Linked DNA regions of Gossypium arboreum: region 1 is linked to region 2. The links are chromatin contacts, called in public Hi-C maps. All regions are on one chromosome and are shown on one strand. The core of a region is the stretch at or near the end of the contact, and the rest is flanking DNA. Distances in the headings are between cores, read along the strand shown.

What was found. Hi-C and Micro-C count contacts between places; a contact is called where the count stands out from the background.
Region 1: a Hi-C map of leaf shows a contact between it and region 2, with 3 times the contacts expected there. The contact joins the promoter of LOC108450600 here to the promoter of LOC108486467 in region 2. A contact is called at or near these places in 3 of 5 Hi-C or Micro-C datasets (all in leaf).

Annotation. Positions count from the first base shown.
Region 1 is chr6:19,199,031-19,203,238 of ASM2569848v2, forward strand. It overlaps LOC108450600 (BOI-related E3 ubiquitin-protein ligase 1-like), which reads left to right and starts at 1,519. Exons shown (of 3, transcript XM_017748291.2): 1 at 1,519-1,809; 2 at 1,926-2,289; 3 at 2,392-3,049. The coding sequence starts at 1,748. The coding sequence ends at 2,964. LOC128294195 (a long non-coding RNA gene) reads left to right here and starts at 3,805. Exons shown (of 2, transcript XR_008284497.1): 1 at 3,805-4,125.
Region 2 is chr6:18,923,917-18,928,120 of ASM2569848v2, forward strand. It overlaps LOC108486467 (exocyst complex component EXO84C), which reads right to left and starts at 2,438. Exons shown (of 7, transcript XM_017790529.2): 1 at 2,161-2,438; 2 at 1,535-1,629; 3 at 402-1,416. The coding sequence starts at 2,259. TRNAK-UUU (transfer RNA lysine (anticodon UUU)) reads left to right here and starts at 2,545; the gene lies at 2,545-2,617.

The DNA of each region.
Region 1 (4,208 bases), core at 269-2,768, 270 kb after region 2:
ATGTATGGGTCCCCATGCAACAGAACTCATTGGTCCTATCTCTACGCCACAACATTTCCCGATAGGCCAAAATATGTACCTTCATTGATGTGAACGAATGCAATGGAAAGAGGATCTCATCAAGGATGAATTTTCAAACGAAGAACTGGAATCCATTCTTAAGATTCCATTGATGAGGCTAGAAATTGAAGATAAATTAGTTGGAATGAAAACTCTAATGGAATCTACCCGATTAGAAGTGGATACTGATATCTACTTTGAGAGGAGAATAACTTGGGGCCACACAAATTTATTTGGAAATCAATTTGGAGAGCCAATGTTGGCAACAATATTAAAGTTTTCTCATGCAAAATTTGCAACAACATATTACGTTCCAATTGTGCTTTGAAGTCTCATTTACAAGGTATAAACATTTCTTGCTTGAGATGTGGCTATGAGGTCAAGGACACATTGCACGCACTAAGAGAATGTCCTATTGCTAAGAGGATAATGATGAAAAGTGATATCCCGAATAGGATGCGTAATGGAGAGTTCTCAAGTAGAGTTGAGTGGGTCGAATTGGTAGTGAGGGAACTTAAAAAAGAAGAGTTCAATATAGTTTTATTCCTTTTGTGGTCATTATGGATCTCTAAAAATGCTTTATTTTCATAAATGCTAAAGATTTTGAAGCCAAGATTATTGAGAATGCTAAAAACCTGCATTGCAAGTTTATTACTGCAAATCTTAAAGGATAAGCAAGGGCGTCCGCCACTATGCAATTGGAAAGGGACAAATGTTAGCTTAATTAAGGTAAATTCTAATGCTAGTTTCCTTAGCTATTGTTGCAAAAGAGGAGATGGAATTAACCAAAATAAATAAATTAAATTTCGGTTAATTTGGTTAATCAACTGAATTAATCGAAATATTTTGGCTTGATTAATTTTTGTTTGAAAAAAATTCAGTTCGGTTAATGGTTAAAGGATTACTAGTTCCATTCGATTAACCTATCGATTAACCGTTTGAACACTCCTACTTATCCCTATTGTATTCACCAAGCTATTATGACTGATCTTTGTTAATATTTAATTGAAATCAATTTTATCCTTAAAAAACTTAAGGTTGAATAAAATTGGTAAAAAAATGCAATTTAAGTTTATTTGATAGGTAAAATAACAAAGATAATATTTTTTTATTTTTATTTTTTAACATTAACTCATTATAGATTTTATAATATATGTTATTTTTATAAAATACCTAGAACTATTCATACTTATTTCTCAATTTTTAAATGGTTCTTACATCGATAATAATGTCAATACCAATCGAACTAAAACTCGTTCGATTTTTTTAATTTTTATACTTTAGACAAATTGTTAAGCAAAGATATAAATCAAATACCTAGATTTCTAAGATTATATTTTTAATCAGTCAAATAGAAACTTTAAAATAAAAATACAGAAAAATCCACCTAAAGTTAAAAAAGAGAGATAAGAAAGAAGTTATATGGAAACCAAATCCAAGGAACAAAATCTTCCGCTCCATGTTTTACTAATTAGCAAAGAAAATTTTGTGTACTACAAATAACTACTTGATTCCCTCTTTCCTATCTCTTGTTTTAATTGTGGACTCTCTTTTAATTTATTTTATATATTATCTTTTATATACATATATATATATATATATATATGTGTGTGTGTGTTTTCATGCTGATCTATTTTCGTTGTTCTCTCCTTGTTGAAATCCAAAGGCTCTCTTTATCGTTCCTTCAATGGCAGTTGAAGCTCGGCATCTGAATATTTTCTCTTCTCAGTTCATCACCAATAGTCACAGGTGCTTGATAACATCTATATCCCTTTCCTTTCTTTCTTTTTCAAAAATGGGTTTAATTTATTCTCAAGTTTCTTTCCTTGTTTAACATGATCTCTTTCTTTTTTTGGTTGTTGTAGCAGGGTTTTTATTAAATCAAATCAAGGGATTGGGGAAATATACAATACCCAGATGGATTCTTGTGTTCCTTTAATTGATTCAAATTCAATGCATGAAGGTTCACAACTTTTACCATTATATCAACCCCTCCTTTGTCATCCAAATATTTCAGCCAACAAAGCTGATAGCGGTCTTACAACTTACAACATGAGTATCCCAGTTTCAGCTCCAGGAAAAAGGTCTAGAGATTCATTCACCAATGGCTTTGATTCGTATTCGCTCCCTCAAAACAACAACCTTTCTGGTGCTTCCTCAGACGTTGATGATGATGTCTTCTCCCAGATCCAACAACAACATGATATTGACCGTTTTATTTCTGATCATGTAAGTTCCTTTAATATTATTATTTTTAAAAACCAACTTTTGTTAGTACAGTTGTTTCCTTATGGTCAATTAAAATTGCTATGTTTTACATATTAATTACAGACAGAAAAAATGAGGTTGGAAGTTGAAGAGAGACGAAAGAGGCAGTCAAGAATGTTGATTACAGCGATCCAAGAAAGTGTGATGAAGAAACTCAAGGAAAAAGATGAAGAAATCCAGAGAATAGGGAAACTCAATTGGGTTCTTCAAGAACGGGTTAAAAGCCTATACGTAGAGAATCAACTGTGGAGAGACTTGGCACAAACAAACGAAGCGACGGCCAATTCCCTACGCAACAATCTAGAACAAGTCCTGGCACATGCGGGAGACAGCGGGAGAGGAGGTGCCGCTTTGGCAGATGATGCAGAGTCCAGCTGTGGCAGCAGCGACCAAGGGTGGCGTGAGGTGGTGCCACCACAAGCACAGGGGAGTTGTGGGGCGCAGGATAATAATAAGGCGGTGGTTGTTGGGAACAATAATAGGAAGTGCAGAAAGTGTGGGGAGAAAGAGTCAAGTGTCCTGTTGCTGCCATGCAGACATCTATGTCTTTGTACAATGTGTGGGTCCACCATGGTAGGCACTTGCCCTGTTTGTCTTTCTCTTACCAACGCCAGTGTTCATGTTAACATGTTATGAACACTTGCTTTTCTTTTTACTTTTTCTTACAGTTGTTTAGTGAAACAAAATCAAGAAAAAGGAAATGCAAATATATTTCTACAAATGGATCAAGAGTTTTATTTTGATGAATTTTGTATAACAAAAATGGTCAAAGTTAGAGGTTTATTGTTCATTTACTGGGTCAAATTATGTTATCTAAAAAGAAATAAGGAATGGGTAAGTTAGATATGTTATAAATTTAGAGGGGAGGTGGTCATTCATCGATCCATTCCTTTTTACTTTTTTGGTGTATGGAAATTAAAGGGTGGTCGCCACCCACGAGAGCCATTGGCCCTTTGTTCTTTGCCCCCACGGAAAAGGCAATGAGTGGGGTTAGTCCCCTCCCATCACTTTACTCCAAACATCTTTGAATCATCTAATTTAGTAACTTTTTCTTTTTCTAATCCCCTTTAACTACTGAGTTGAAAACTTTTTCAATGTTGGTGAACTTAAATGATACAAGGTTTCAAATTCCCTTTCTTCTACCTCAATATTGTAATAATAATAATAATAAAACCTTAATTAATGAAGATCCAAAGCCCTCTTAGGAGAGAAAAATGATAAAAAAAAATTTAACCATGATTTTGGTTTATACTTCACTTCTCAAATTGAAATTGAAATGGAATGATTCTTTTTCTTTTTCACCTACTGGGGTTTTGTCCAGATTTTCTTTTATATTATAAGGAGTTAAAAAGGCAGAGACATATCTGAAGTAAATATTTTCATTCACTTGTCAATGGTCTATTTTTATGATATAATTCCTCACAAGATTTCACAAAATAAACCTTTTTTTTTTAGGATGCTCTTCTTCATTTCCCTTTGTGTAAAAGAATTTTGAAAGACAAGCAATGTAATTATGGGACTCCCCAACAGCCAAGGAATTAGAGCTAGCTATCATTTTCTCGGCAATCAAGTATTAGTTGCCTTTCCTTCTATGATTACATTATTGGTACTAGGGAGAAAGAAAGAAAGAAAAAGAAAAATCTAGTCAGCTCAGCTATTCCTTTGAATGAGTGGTATTTAATACTATCCACTACCTTACTTAAAGGTTGCCTTAGCTTTCCTTGCTACTTCTAGTTATAAGAAATAAAACTCTATCCAACTATCTAAGAGAGGGGGGCTGTCCTATATCTATTCCAGGTTTGGTTCCTTGGCTATATTGTTTTGATTCAGAAATAATTATAATTGTATTTATATATTATTGTTGATACTATTTTGATTAA
Region 2 (4,204 bases), core at 1,188-3,687:
GTTAATTAAACAAAATCAATACACACAAACGATAAAAAAGAAAAAATGAATACAAAGGTTAAGCAAAGGCATAATACCATGCAACCATCTGAAAATTAATTCTAGAATCGCATATTGAGATGCTTCTCTTGTACTTATCTTACAACATAACCACTGAGGCACAGTACACTTAATGTGATTTAAATAAACAAAGAACTACAGATCACTTCTTCAAAATCCTAAATTCAATCATATTCTACAAACATTTTCCCTATTTTTCAACATCTATCACTAGAAGAGTATCACTTTTCGGTCATAGTACCTAGTTTCTTAAAACTTTTAAATGAATTAGGGCATTTATGGTGTTAGAGGTGCAAAGAGCAAAATAAATAATTTCAAACAAGGAAAAAGGACCAACTTACTGAAATAATATACAAAAATTTCATTCCACTGTCTACTAGCACGCTGTTTGAAGATGTGGCAAAAGCCGACACAGCAGACACGAAGTGAGGTGACAGAGGCAAGTTCTCATCAACTTCCATGGAGTCAAAAACAGCCTTTCTAGCCCTCCTAAAATTCAACTCCAGAACTTCCTCAAGATACGGACGCAAGAGCACCAGAAGCAACTTCGAGAGTTTCAACCCTTGTGATTCCAGCAATAAGCAGTAGTTAAGGCTGTCCTGAACACAAATGCTAGCTGCACGTAGTGCAGAAATTGTCTCTGAAGGTGGTGCATTTTCCTTCACCAAACGTACAAAAAATTCAATTTCCCACTCTGCCCACTGAACAACTCTATTGGTATAGACAGGATTGTCGCCAAATATCAAACCAGATTCTCTTGTTGTCAATGAGATCATAGAAAAGACAAGCCTAGACAGTGCGGCAGGAAATGTCTTTGGACAGACAGAACATGAAGGAAGAAAAACCTCAATGTTTTTCTGCAGGCGGGAACCACGAGACTTCAGAAGTAATAATTGTGCTGAAGGACCTTTCCCAAGCTTAATTAAACCAGATAACGCCTTCTTTAGTTCATTAGCACTAACTGCAGGTAGTTCAGCAATCTCAGTAAGCTGATCCTCAAGCATTGCCTTCCTTTCTAGAAATGAAGACTTGTAGGAAGATGATTCAGTTGAAGAATCTCCAGAGAAATTTCTCTCTTCAGCCTCTAAAGCCTCCAGTGCTTCTTCAACTTTATGTTCAGCCAAAAGAACATCGATTTTCTCCAGGAATTTTTTCTTGGGATCATCCATTTCTTCCTGAACATCATCGACCTTAGGGTCTAGTGGTGGGTCATTAGTATCAGCATTTTCCTGGTTCCACTCTTCCAGTTCACGACACACCCCGGTCATTAGATCCTGCACAATAATCCCTTGAGAAGAGATATGCTTTCGTAGCTCAACCAACTCGTGCTCCATTTCAACAACTTCTTCAGACATTCTACAATTACCATTACAATCAAACTTACTCAACCGAAATAAATAAAACAATATTTAGAAACTTTTCAACTTGATTTTCATTTATCATAAAAAGGTAAATAGGAACAGTTTTATTTGACCTCAAGAAAGCCGAGTATTTTGTGCGCCTATTCCCACATAAGTTTTCCACAGCATCTTTCAAATCCAAAAGCTCACAGCAAAGTTTTCTGATCCCCTGCATTACCAAAATGTCCAAAATTACATATAAAGAATATGCGTCAAATCAGGAAATCATGGCTGAAAACAGGTAAATGCATGCATGCTTGTAAAAGGACGAACTAGGGGCAGGAAAAACAAGGGAAAAATAGTTTGTTTGTTTTTTCATATTTGTTCCCCATTTTCCCAGAGTTTAATCAATAAAGCATATAAAATAATACAGAGATAAATTATCCATTTTTACTACGCCATCAAATAAATAAGTGATTTTGATATATTCCACTGAGTGCGAAGAATCCCAAGCAACGAAATCCCTGGGAATACCTTTCTTTCTTACTTCCAAGATAGAAAAACAAAGAAAACCAAGCTATAATTTTTCCCAGAAATTTGACTAGAACCCAAATTAAAGTAAAGAAATCCACAGTAAAAGAGAAAGTCGAGGTAGGGAAATGGGGAACAAAGCAGAAGAAAACCGAGAAGTTTGAATCCAAGATCTAAAATGCAAAAACATTTTAACAAAGAGTGGGAAACAATCAAACAAAAAGAAGACCTTTTCAGTATGGGATTGGTGAACAGAATCAATCTTGGACTGGGGAGTGATGCTCTCAATGGAAGGGAAGTCATCATCTTCTTCACTGCTCTCCATCATTCAATCAAAGAGTAAAACAGATACTGTGAATTATTGGTTTTAATGAGAGAGTTTGAGAAGTAGCATCATATCGTTTATCGCGAGGAGGGAGGGCTGACTAAGGACCAAACTGCAAAAAGCAACATGTTAATATGCTGTTGCCTTTTGCTGCCACTTTCCAACATGTTTAGTCTTTAACCTCTTTACTTTTCTATCTATATTTTATTTATATCGGATATCAAATTAACTTTTATTCTTTGAAAATAATATACATTAAGAAAGGTAAATTAGCTCTGTAGTCAGACAGCCGTCTTAGCTCAGCCGGTAGAGCGCGTGGCTTTTAACCACGTGGTCGTGGGTTCGATTCCCACAGACGGCGAAAAACTCATAATTCCTATAATTTTTCAGTTTTCCTTTACTCCGTCATCATCACTGCTTGTCCCCGGTAAATTCCTTCACCGTAGCATGATTTTCTTTTTGGGTAACTACGGCTGTAAGTCACTCAACTATAGGTTTATTTCTTTTTTGACCACTCGATTAATTAATTACTATTGTATTTTGATTCATTTCGGTTAAATACAATTAAAATTGACTTGTCAATTAAAAATTAATATAATAATAAATTTAATCTTTCATATTTTTATATTTTATATTAATTTAATCATATTTTAAAAAATAATAATCCTCAACCCTTCTTCATCTTTCCTCTATTGCCATTGCTCCTCTTTCTTGTCTTTACCGTAGTATGCTTAGACTGTTACCGCCTATCAGTAACTTTTACGAGTCTATCAACAGCATTCAAGCTCACAAAGAAGGCATACGGTCGAAACTAGAGGTGATCATGGGCCGGGCGGGGCGGGGCCAAGATAAAATTTTAGGTCCGAGCTCGGCCTGGCCCAAAATATGGGCCTAAAATTTTGTCCAAGCCCTACCCGAAATAAAATTACTAAGCCCGAGCCCGGCCCGGCCCATATTATTTTTTTTCTTATTTTATTAAATAAAAAAATTTAAAAATATAATAAATCAAATATATTTAAAAACATAAAAACAAATATTAAAACAAATAAAAATAATACTAAAACAATTCTTAAAATAATACACAAATTAACAATATAATAAAAAATAGTTATATTAAAAATTTAAAATAATTTTAAAAAATAAAAAATATATATATTAATATATAATTCGGGCCGGGCCGGGCCGGGTCGGGCCCGGGGCCAAAAAACTCTTACCCGAAGCCCTGCTCGTTTTCTAAACGGACCTCGTTTTTTTGCCCAAGCCCATTTTTCGGGCTTATATTTTTACCCAAACTCTCCCATTTTTCGAGCGGGCCTTCGAGCCGAGCCGGGCCGCCCGGCCCATGATCAGCTCTAGTCGAAACATACACCATATAAAAACACATGTTTCTTTCTTAATGATTAGAGAGAAGAATTAGAAGCCTCAGTGGTCTACTGTTTCCCTGATTTTGATGCATTTCAGAAGAATAAAAAATAAATTAAATAAAAATGGCAGAAAAAATATAGATTGAGAGTTGATATATGCTTTTGCTAAGCCAGACTATCATCCCCTTCTCATCTGCATTTTAGGTTCTTTTCTATTTTCGCCTTCTTGTATTTTTTTCAGCTTTTTTATTTTTTCTTTTTTTGATCAATTGGCATTTTTTAGCTTCGGGAGTTAAAATGATTGGATCTTTATTTGAAGCTAGTTTGATTTTCAAGGAAGGAGAAGAGAGATGAAGTTGATTTTTTTTTAAATTATAACTAAATTAATAAAAATATGTAAAAGTTGAGAGTTAAATTTATTATTATACCAATTTTTTAATTGTTATATCAACTCCCATAAAATACTTATCGTCACTTTAATGAAAAAATCTCAATTAATTATGTAATCAATTTAAAATTATTTATAATTTGATCAGAAAAAATGGACCTTTGTTGTAGTTTACCCTATTGGTTTTCATGTTCAG